Regions from separate parts of the Mus musculus genome. Here all the other regions are linked to region 1. A link is a contact called in public Hi-C and promoter capture Hi-C data. All regions are on one chromosome and are shown on one strand. The core of a region is the stretch at or near the end of the contact, and the rest is flanking DNA. Distances in the headings are between cores, read along the strand shown.

What was found. Promoter capture Hi-C pulls out the DNA fragments that hold promoters and counts their contacts. A called contact is a pair of places that touch in the nucleus more often than the background predicts.
Region 2: a promoter capture Hi-C map of pre-B cells shows a contact between it and region 1, with 5 times the contacts expected there. The contact joins the promoter of Zfp53 here to the promoter of Psmb1 in region 1. A contact is called at or near these places in 3 of 39 promoter capture datasets (cranial neural crest, liver and pre-B cells).
Region 3: a Hi-C map of B cells shows a contact between it and region 1, with 5 read pairs. The contact joins the promoter of Cldn6 here to the promoter of Psmb1 in region 1. A contact is called at or near these places in 1 of 39 promoter capture datasets (cranial neural crest), 1 of 484 Hi-C or Micro-C datasets (B cells) and 1 of 9 other capture datasets (pancreatic islet).

The regions. Positions count from the first base shown.
Region 1 is chr17:15,496,837-15,499,536 of GRCm38.p6, reverse strand. Psmb1 (proteasome (prosome, macropain) subunit, beta type 1) reads left to right here and starts at 1,261. Exons shown (of 6, transcript NM_011185.3): 1 at 1,261-1,384. The coding sequence starts at 1,275.
Region 2 is chr17:21,487,715-21,490,414 of GRCm38.p6, reverse strand. It overlaps Zfp53 (zinc finger protein 53), which reads right to left and starts at 1,427. Exons shown (of 5, transcript NM_013843.3): 1 at 1,150-1,427.
Region 3 is chr17:23,677,961-23,680,660 of GRCm38.p6, reverse strand. It overlaps Cldn6 (claudin 6), which reads right to left and starts at 1,296. Exons shown (of 3, transcript NM_018777.4): 1 at 1,254-1,296; 2 at 840-903.

The sequences.
Region 1 (2,700 bases), core at 12-2,511:
GGCTAAGGAAAATGTCAAGCAAACGCTCCTCATCATGTTCTCAGTAGATGTTAACTTACGTTCAAGGAAGAACAACAAAACAAGCGACTTTGTAGTCACAGATTCATTTCTATTTTTAGCTCGGTCACTACCAGCTCTCTTCCTTGCTGCCACAAGAAAACGTCAGCTGTTTCTTAGGCTGCTTCATAATGCTTGATTGATTCCAACATATCTTAATTTTTTTTTCCTTCTGAAGTTCATCTAAGGCATATACATGTGTTGTTCTGCGTACTTCCTTTCCCTTGTATTTTGCATTATCAACGAGGTAATGAGCTCCTTTAGGTTAAGGTTAGCGCTCTCTCTCTCTCTCTTTCTCTCTGTGTGTGTGTCTGTGTGTGTGATGGACAGTATCTGTGTGTTATGTGTGTAGGTGTTGTATAGGTTGTCTATTTACACAGACTCTAATAAGTACAATAGTACTGTGTATCTATTTTCCCCTAAAGGAAACATTTTCTCTTGAAAGTACAGGAAACCTCAGAAGACTGGGGAATTGAGAAAACTTAACAAAGGCTTGTCAAGAGGCAATATAAGGGAAGCGGGTTTTATGTTGTCTTACTGTTTGAGGAGATACAACCCAGGGGGAAGCATGCCAACTGGATTGCATCCACAGACCAGAAACATAAATAGATAAATGTTAGTTCGCTTCTTCTTTATTTAGTCGGGAAATCCAGGCAATGAGGTGGCGCCGCTTATATTTTAGTTGGGTCTTCGCTCCTCAATTAAACCTTGAAACACCCGCATAGACGCATCCATGGGTTTTACCTACATGATGCTAAGTTCTGTGAAATTAACAATATTAACCATCATATTCTGGCTAAAGAAATCTGGTATTGCTTCCTGGGTCTCGTGGCTGCGTACACCACACAGTTGACATGCGTCCTGATTGGCCTTGAATGCAGCATGAACTACTAACCCGTCTCAAACGCTGTGCCACTTCGCCAATGTGACATCCGAGTTGTCGTTGCTCTGTAATTGGGTTAATTTTTTTGGTATGGTCAGACTTTTAATTTTCTATCCGCCATGAGTAAATCCAAACGTTTTCTTAGGGTTATAAAACAGGTTTCTCTGTTGGCAGGATTGGCGGATCCAGGTTGTGCGCTAGCCGGACGCAGGCGTAGACCTCCAAGAGCAACGACGAGTGCAGGCTAGAGGAGCCTAGGGGGGCGGGGCGAGGGAGGCGGAAGTGGACCGGTCCCGGCGGCCATTTTGCCGTGAGACAGCAGGAGTTAGGCGCGATGCTTTCCACTGCTGCTTACCGAGACGTGGAACGAGAGCTGGGAATGGGGCCTCACGGCTCCGCCGGCCCTGTGCAGCTGCGGTTTTCGCCTTATGCCTTCAACGGAGGGTAAAAGCCTGGGCCTGCTGCCCTCACCTGGGTCGAGCCTGGGGTCGCGACGGGCGGGTGTGGGAATGGCAGGGATGTAGCCTGCAGCCCAGCACTCAGTTGTGCATGGACGCCCTCGGTGCCGTTTGCTCCAGCAACCGGGCTCCCACCTCAATCTTCCGCCCTATGGCCTGTTGTTTGGTAGGGCTTGAACACGTTTCTAAAGCCAACGGGCGAACATGAAGTTATGATTTGTCTTGGTTGTTAGACGAGTAGCTGTTTCTGTCGCTGGGCCGCCTGATCACTTGTTGTTTTAAGAGGAAACTAACATGATTAACCAGACTTAATTTCAGGGATGAAAGTGAAGGTTGTTTTGTTCTGCTCTTGAGACGTAGCCTGCTGGGCAAGGTCTACTGAGCTGCATCCACAGCCTTAGGCAGTCGGACCCTTGTGTGTGTTTATTTTTACTCTCAAATTACTTTAGCATTTTAATTATCCGCTTTATTCGAAGATATTTTTCCTTTGTATTTAGGACCGTTGACAATACAGGGGTATTCTTCATCAAATTAGAAGTTGAAACAGCTAATTATCCAAAAAAGGGGGGCGGGGGGGGGGCTTGTTTAAGAAAAGCAAAACCAGCCAGGCGGTGGTGGAGCACGCCTTTACTGCTAGCAAAGGCAAGTGGGTCTCTTAAGTTCGTGGCCAGTCTGGTCTACAGAGCAAGTTCCAGGACAGCCTGGGCTACACGGAGAATCTTTGTCTCAAGAAAGAAAAGCAAAAACGTTAAATATGGCTTTATGAATGTTGAGCGTTGATCATACAGATAGTGAAAGGTTGATTTTAGTCTTGGTTGTACCTTTTGAAGAGCAATTGTGAATGTACTATGTGGGCTCCTTTCAGTTACTTATAGATTGGGGAAGACTCAAGGTAGGTTTTTTTGTTTGTTTGTTTGTTTGTTTTAATTTCAAGCAGTTAAGTGAATAATTTCATAGTTTTACTTCTTGACTCTTGGCATCTAAACAGCCCAGGCTATAGAGCTGGTGTGAATTAGAACCGGATTTAAATTCATAGCGTTCTCAGCCGAGTCCAGTTTCAGTTTGCTTTTCCAGTATGCTGCTTAATGCTGCACGTGAACACTAAGTACTTACTTTGTAAGATGTGTTAATTTCAAGGTGTTCCGAATGCAGTACTCATGAGTCACTTTTTTTAACCTCCTTTACTTCTTCTTATCCATCACTTTGTTCATAGTTACTTACACCTATCCATTAAATCACTTTTCTCTTTTGTGCCTTTTAGCATTTATTGCAACTAGCCCTGCAAGCAGCCTCAGATTCTAC
Region 2 (2,700 bases), core at 178-2,677, 6.0 Mb before region 1:
GAGTTATAATTATTCACAAGATTATTTCTAATATTGTCATATACTATAATTAATGCCTTTTAATTTTGTTTCATTCTCTCTGTCTCTTTCTTTTTGCTGCAAAACTGGGTTTCTCTGTGCAGCCTTGGGTTTCCTTAAACTCATTCTGTAGACCAGGCTGGCAAAGAACTCCACCTGCCTCTGCCTCTGGAGTGTTGGGAATATAGGTGTGTACCACCACCAAATGCTGTCTAACTGTGAAAACCCTGTAGCCTGATTCCCTCAAACAGCATACTGTGATTTTCCAGGCTCTAATTTGCAACATTAAGAACTCAGAAGAAGACAAAAAAAAATTTTTTTTGTCTGACTTGCCTGCCTTCCTTACTTTTTTTCTCTCCTTCCCTCCCTCTTATCCATCCTTCCTTCTTCCTTCCCCTTGTTTGTCTTGTTGTTGTATTTATATTTAAGTTTTTGGAGACAGGGTCTCACAATGTAGCTGTGGTAGTCCTGGAACTCACGATGTAGATCAGGTTGGCCTACAAACTCAGTGAGATCCATCTGTCTTTGTCTCCTGACTGCTGAGATAAAAGATGAGTGTCACCAAGCCTGGCGGCACCCTTTTCACAACGCTATATTTACATCACAGAGTGAATACACAGAGTTTTAGATGAAAAATTAATGGTGGATAAAACGTTGACTTTTAAAAGTTAATGTTTACATCCATACCTGTGGAACTCACAACAAATTGTACTCTTAATTAAATTTGCAGGTGTTCCTTTCATGACTAATATCTAGAAGCTTTCATGGAATCATAGTCCCTAGGTCCATATGCCACTCTCTTGAATAAGGAAGTGGTAGCACACGGAAGTTAGTATGGATAATCGAAAATCTCAAGAGCTTTGTCCTTTCCACCATAGCAAAGAGAACCGCGTTTGCAAATATCAACCGATAAATTTAAATGTTCTACTAGGTTATTCGTAGGAGAATATGTGGAGGGTAGAAGATCAATTAAAAATAGCACTATTCAGTCAATATTATTGAAAAATGTATCGACGAGGGTAAGACATCCAACAGCACAGTTTTGAGAGCTGTCATCTTTATGAGTTGCGGAGACATTGATCATGCTCTGCTCCACTCCCGCCCGTTCTGCAGCCCCGCAGCTCCTCTGACCTGGAAGGTTCCAGGGCCGCCAGGCTGCTGTTCCCGCCGCGGCGCTGCTGACTCTCCCAGGACGCCCCGCCTGGCACCTGTAGCTTTGGGGGTTCACGGGTCCCGCGAGACCCCGGCCGTGTGCTCTGCAGGCAAGTCTGCACCACGCGACTCCACACAGTGCAGACCCTAGGCCGGAAACGCGTTCTTAACACTTTAGGCTCTGACTATTTAGCCTCAATTCCTTAGGCTCACACACATTGCATCTCAGTATCCCTGCTGGTCACTCCTCTAAACTCGCCCACTCCACACCCTTCCTCTACACCCAGCCAATGTGTAACATCCTCCCATCCTCTGCTTCCGGGTGAGTGGCTCCGCCCCACGGAAATCAGTCCCTCCCACTCGGTCTCAGGCTTCCTCCCACAGATCCAGCTGTAAGGCTGACCTGGCCTTGATCTGCACGGTCTTCCCACCTGCTTGTTGCGAGCCTGGACCAGAACTGGATCTGATATGACGCAGCATCCCGGTATCTGACCCCCATAGTGAGTTCTGAACCCGTCAGATACAAAATAGGCATCCTAACACCCCCATTGGACTATGAGCCTCTGGGCCATATAATATATACCAAAGAGCAAAACAGGCTAAATTCAGATGCCAGAATGCCATCTATTAAAATGCAAACGTGAGAACTCAAAACCATATACTGCAATTTTGATTTGGGGAGAGACTTTTCAGGAACGTGGAACATAGTCTTCGTTTTAAAATAAAGAAAAATCCTACCTGATAAACAGCTTAAAGGAAGAAGCCATTGAAAAGTCCTACCCGCCTATGATGTCTATGAACCACATCAGTGGTCCCCAGTTACCTTTGCATAATTTTAGTTTAATATAAATTGCGGTGTTTTAAGATTTAAACTTCATTAAAAGCTTTTGCAAGTTTCTTAACTTTATGTTTCCATTACTTACACAGTTGTGATTTGTAAGTAGACCTCTGGGGAGTTAACATTTTCTTATACTATAATTGCATGGATTTTCAGAAAAACCAAGATGAAACAAATAATTGAGAAATCAGTAATCAGCTTTAGGGTGCAACTCAGAGTACATGTTTCTGTTTTTAAATATTTTTTCTCAGAAATTGATGAAGAAGAATTTAATGCACTCAGATTCACAATACTTGGGTAAACTAATGTACCATAATGAAGATTACTGTTTTGATGACCCAGACTTTGTAATATTAAAGGCTCCATTTAAAACATCAAAGGCCTTTTCTTTCTTTCCGGGGGGTGGGGGGAAAAAGAGAGAGAGAGAGAGAGAGAGAGAGAGAGATAGAATCACTAGATTCTTCAAAAGTTATTGATGTAAAGCAAATATTCTGCCAGATGTCAGAGTTTCTAGATGATTTGAGGCAGGTCTGCAGTGGACAGCTATTGCTTATTTCTTTCCTCCATTGTCTGAGTTCCACACACTGTTGTGTTTCTTAACTTTCCTTTTACAGTTATTCTCAAGTCAACTCTCTACAATGACTCCTGAGATCATTTACCAGAAGGGTATCAGTGTATCCTCCACTGAGAAG
Region 3 (2,700 bases), core at 47-2,546, 8.2 Mb before region 1:
ACTCCTGAACCTTCTGTGTCCACTCCCTGAATTCGGGGACTGCAGGGTTTACCACCAGAGGGGTAAGGCAGGGCTTCGGCTTTTTGCACGCCAGGCAAGCGGTCTAGGAGCTGAGTCACATCCTTAGGTACATTTTATCAGAACAAAGACAATGACATGTCGGGAGTATAATTTTGGATTGGTCGGGCTCTCGATACAAGTTTCAGGCCCACCCTTATCCCGTGAGCACTCAGAGGAGACCTGAAGCTTCCTCCTGCCACCCAAGCAAGGTTCAAATGGAAACCCCCAGCTCTGTTTCAGGTGGGTATAATTCCTTGAAATCTCGCCCTCCCTATGTTCCAAGGTCTGCTCCTCCCAATCCCTGGAAGTTGCTGGAAGCCCTGCCAGTCCGGGTCCAGCCCACCCTATAGGGTGAGAGAGATAAGGAAAAACAAGCCCTTTTGCCACAAAACAGATTTTCCTAGGCTACCAGCTCTTTCTTGACCCACCTCCACCTCTAAGGGTCAAGGTGCGGGCCTCGAGGCTGGGAGCATCCTTTTGAGTTTTAGACCAAAGGCCGTGCTACCTTTCTTTCCCCTCTCCACACAGCTTTAAGGAGCTAAAATTCAAGATCCCAGTGCCTTTTGTGACAGGCACCTGTGTCCTTCATTTTGCTCTTCATGATGTTGATACGAAGGGAATCAGTTCTGCTTGGCGCCCTGCTGTGGCTCTTCATAACCCTCGGTTCTACAAGTCCACCTTGCCCCTAAGAATGGCATAGGCCCCTTTCGACTCCTCTCACTTGCAGGCTCACGCTGGGGACCATTCTCTCCCTCTCATCTCTGTCCCTCTCTACTTACCGAGTGCTCGGTCAGCTTTGTCTGCGGACGTCCAGTCCGGTTCGGCCACCCCTGATATCCGAGCCTAGGAGTGCGAGACCAGGAGGGGCTTAATGGCGGCGCCCGCAGCTGGGTCCGCGCCTGCAGGTGAGGGGGAAGGGAGTCCCGCCCCAAAGTGGCCAAGCAGGTGGAGGAGGGGCGTCACAGGTTTCGGTGCCTTTGTCCCAGGGGAGGGGGAGGGGTGTTTAACTTTTCTGGGGCCGAGGGGACCCGAGCGCTTCTCCCGACGCAACCCTCTCCTGCCTAGGTGGCCACCGCAGGTGGCCGCCACCAGGATCAAAGCTCCAGCATTTAACTCACGCCCGCACGCACTCTGCCACATCCCCTGCCTGCGTATTTTCACACCCGCAATTTACACACATACCCCAGGCTCACCTGCAAAAGAGACTGCTAAGATTTCCAGGTCGAAAGTAGGAATGAGGGCGGAGGCAAGGGGTCTTAAAGTCTCAATGACGTCACTGGACCACCTCTCTTTGGGAGGAGCAGAGACCCCTGCGGCGATAGCCACCTGCGTGCGTTTCCCAAAGTTCCCTTAGTTGGTGGCCACTCCAAGGGCGGAACCTGCTGAGTTCAGTAACCTGGGCTATGACTTGAGACTTTACTCAACTTTCCCCAGTCCCAGTTTCTCGCTTTGCGAATGAAGACAGGTCTGTATGTTACCTAAGGATACATTACTTTTGTGACTCTTTTTTGTGACTCTTTGGGGGGCAGGGACGGCGGGGGGACGACGACGACGACGACGACACCCTGTCACACTGCATACCTATGATCAGAGTTTGTTCTCTTCTTCTACTCTGTGGGCCCCAGGGATCGAACTCAGATTGCCAGGCTTGGCAGCAGGCAATCTTACCCACTGAATCATCTCGTGCTCTTCCCGAGGCCCTTAAGAAAGCAATATATAGCCGGGCAATGGTGGCTCACGCCTTTAATCCCAGCAGTTGGGAGGCAGAGGCAGGCGGATTTCTGAGTTAGAGGCTAGCCTGGTCTTCAGAGAGAGTTCCAGGACAGCCAGGGCTATACAGAGAGACTCGTTTTGGAGAAAAAAAAAGAAAGAAAGAAAGAAAGAAAGAAAGAAAGAAAAGAAAGAAAGCAACAGAAAGCAACATATATGGCCAGGCGTGGTGACACATGCCTTTAATACCAGGGCTGGGAAGGGAGAGGCAAGCGGATCTCTGTGAGTTTGAGGCCAGCCTGGTCTACAACGTGAGTTCCAGGACAGTCAGGGCACAGTGAAACCTTGTCACAAAACAAAACACAGAGCCAGGCGTGGTGGCGAATGCCTTTAATCCCAGCACTCGGAGGCAGAGGCAGGTGGATTTCTGAGTTCGAGGCCAGCCTGGTCTACAAAGTGAGTTTCAGGACAGTCAGGGCTATACAGAGAAACCCAGTCTCGAAAAACCAAAACCAAAACCAAACCAAACAAACAAAACAAAACACCAAGACAAAAAAACAAAACAAAAACCCAACCAACCAACCAACCAACCAACCAAAAAAAGCAGCACGTGGGTCTGGAAAGATGGCTCATGGGTTAGCCTTTCTGCTCTTCCAGGTGCTCTTTTTTTTTTTTTTTTTTTTTTTGCTCCCAGCTTATAACCACTTGAAATTCGATTGCCAGGAGATCCGTTGCCCTTCTCTGGACTCCAGAGACACTCAAACATATGTGTCACACACACACAAATAAAAGGTATCTTTCAAAAAAGAAAGTAGCATTTCTATATATGCTTGCAGTACTGTTTACTGATACCGGAGAATGCCAACATCAAGATCAGCCTAAGCTATGCAGCTAAAAAACTAAACCAAACCAAAGAAAATCGGTGTGGTG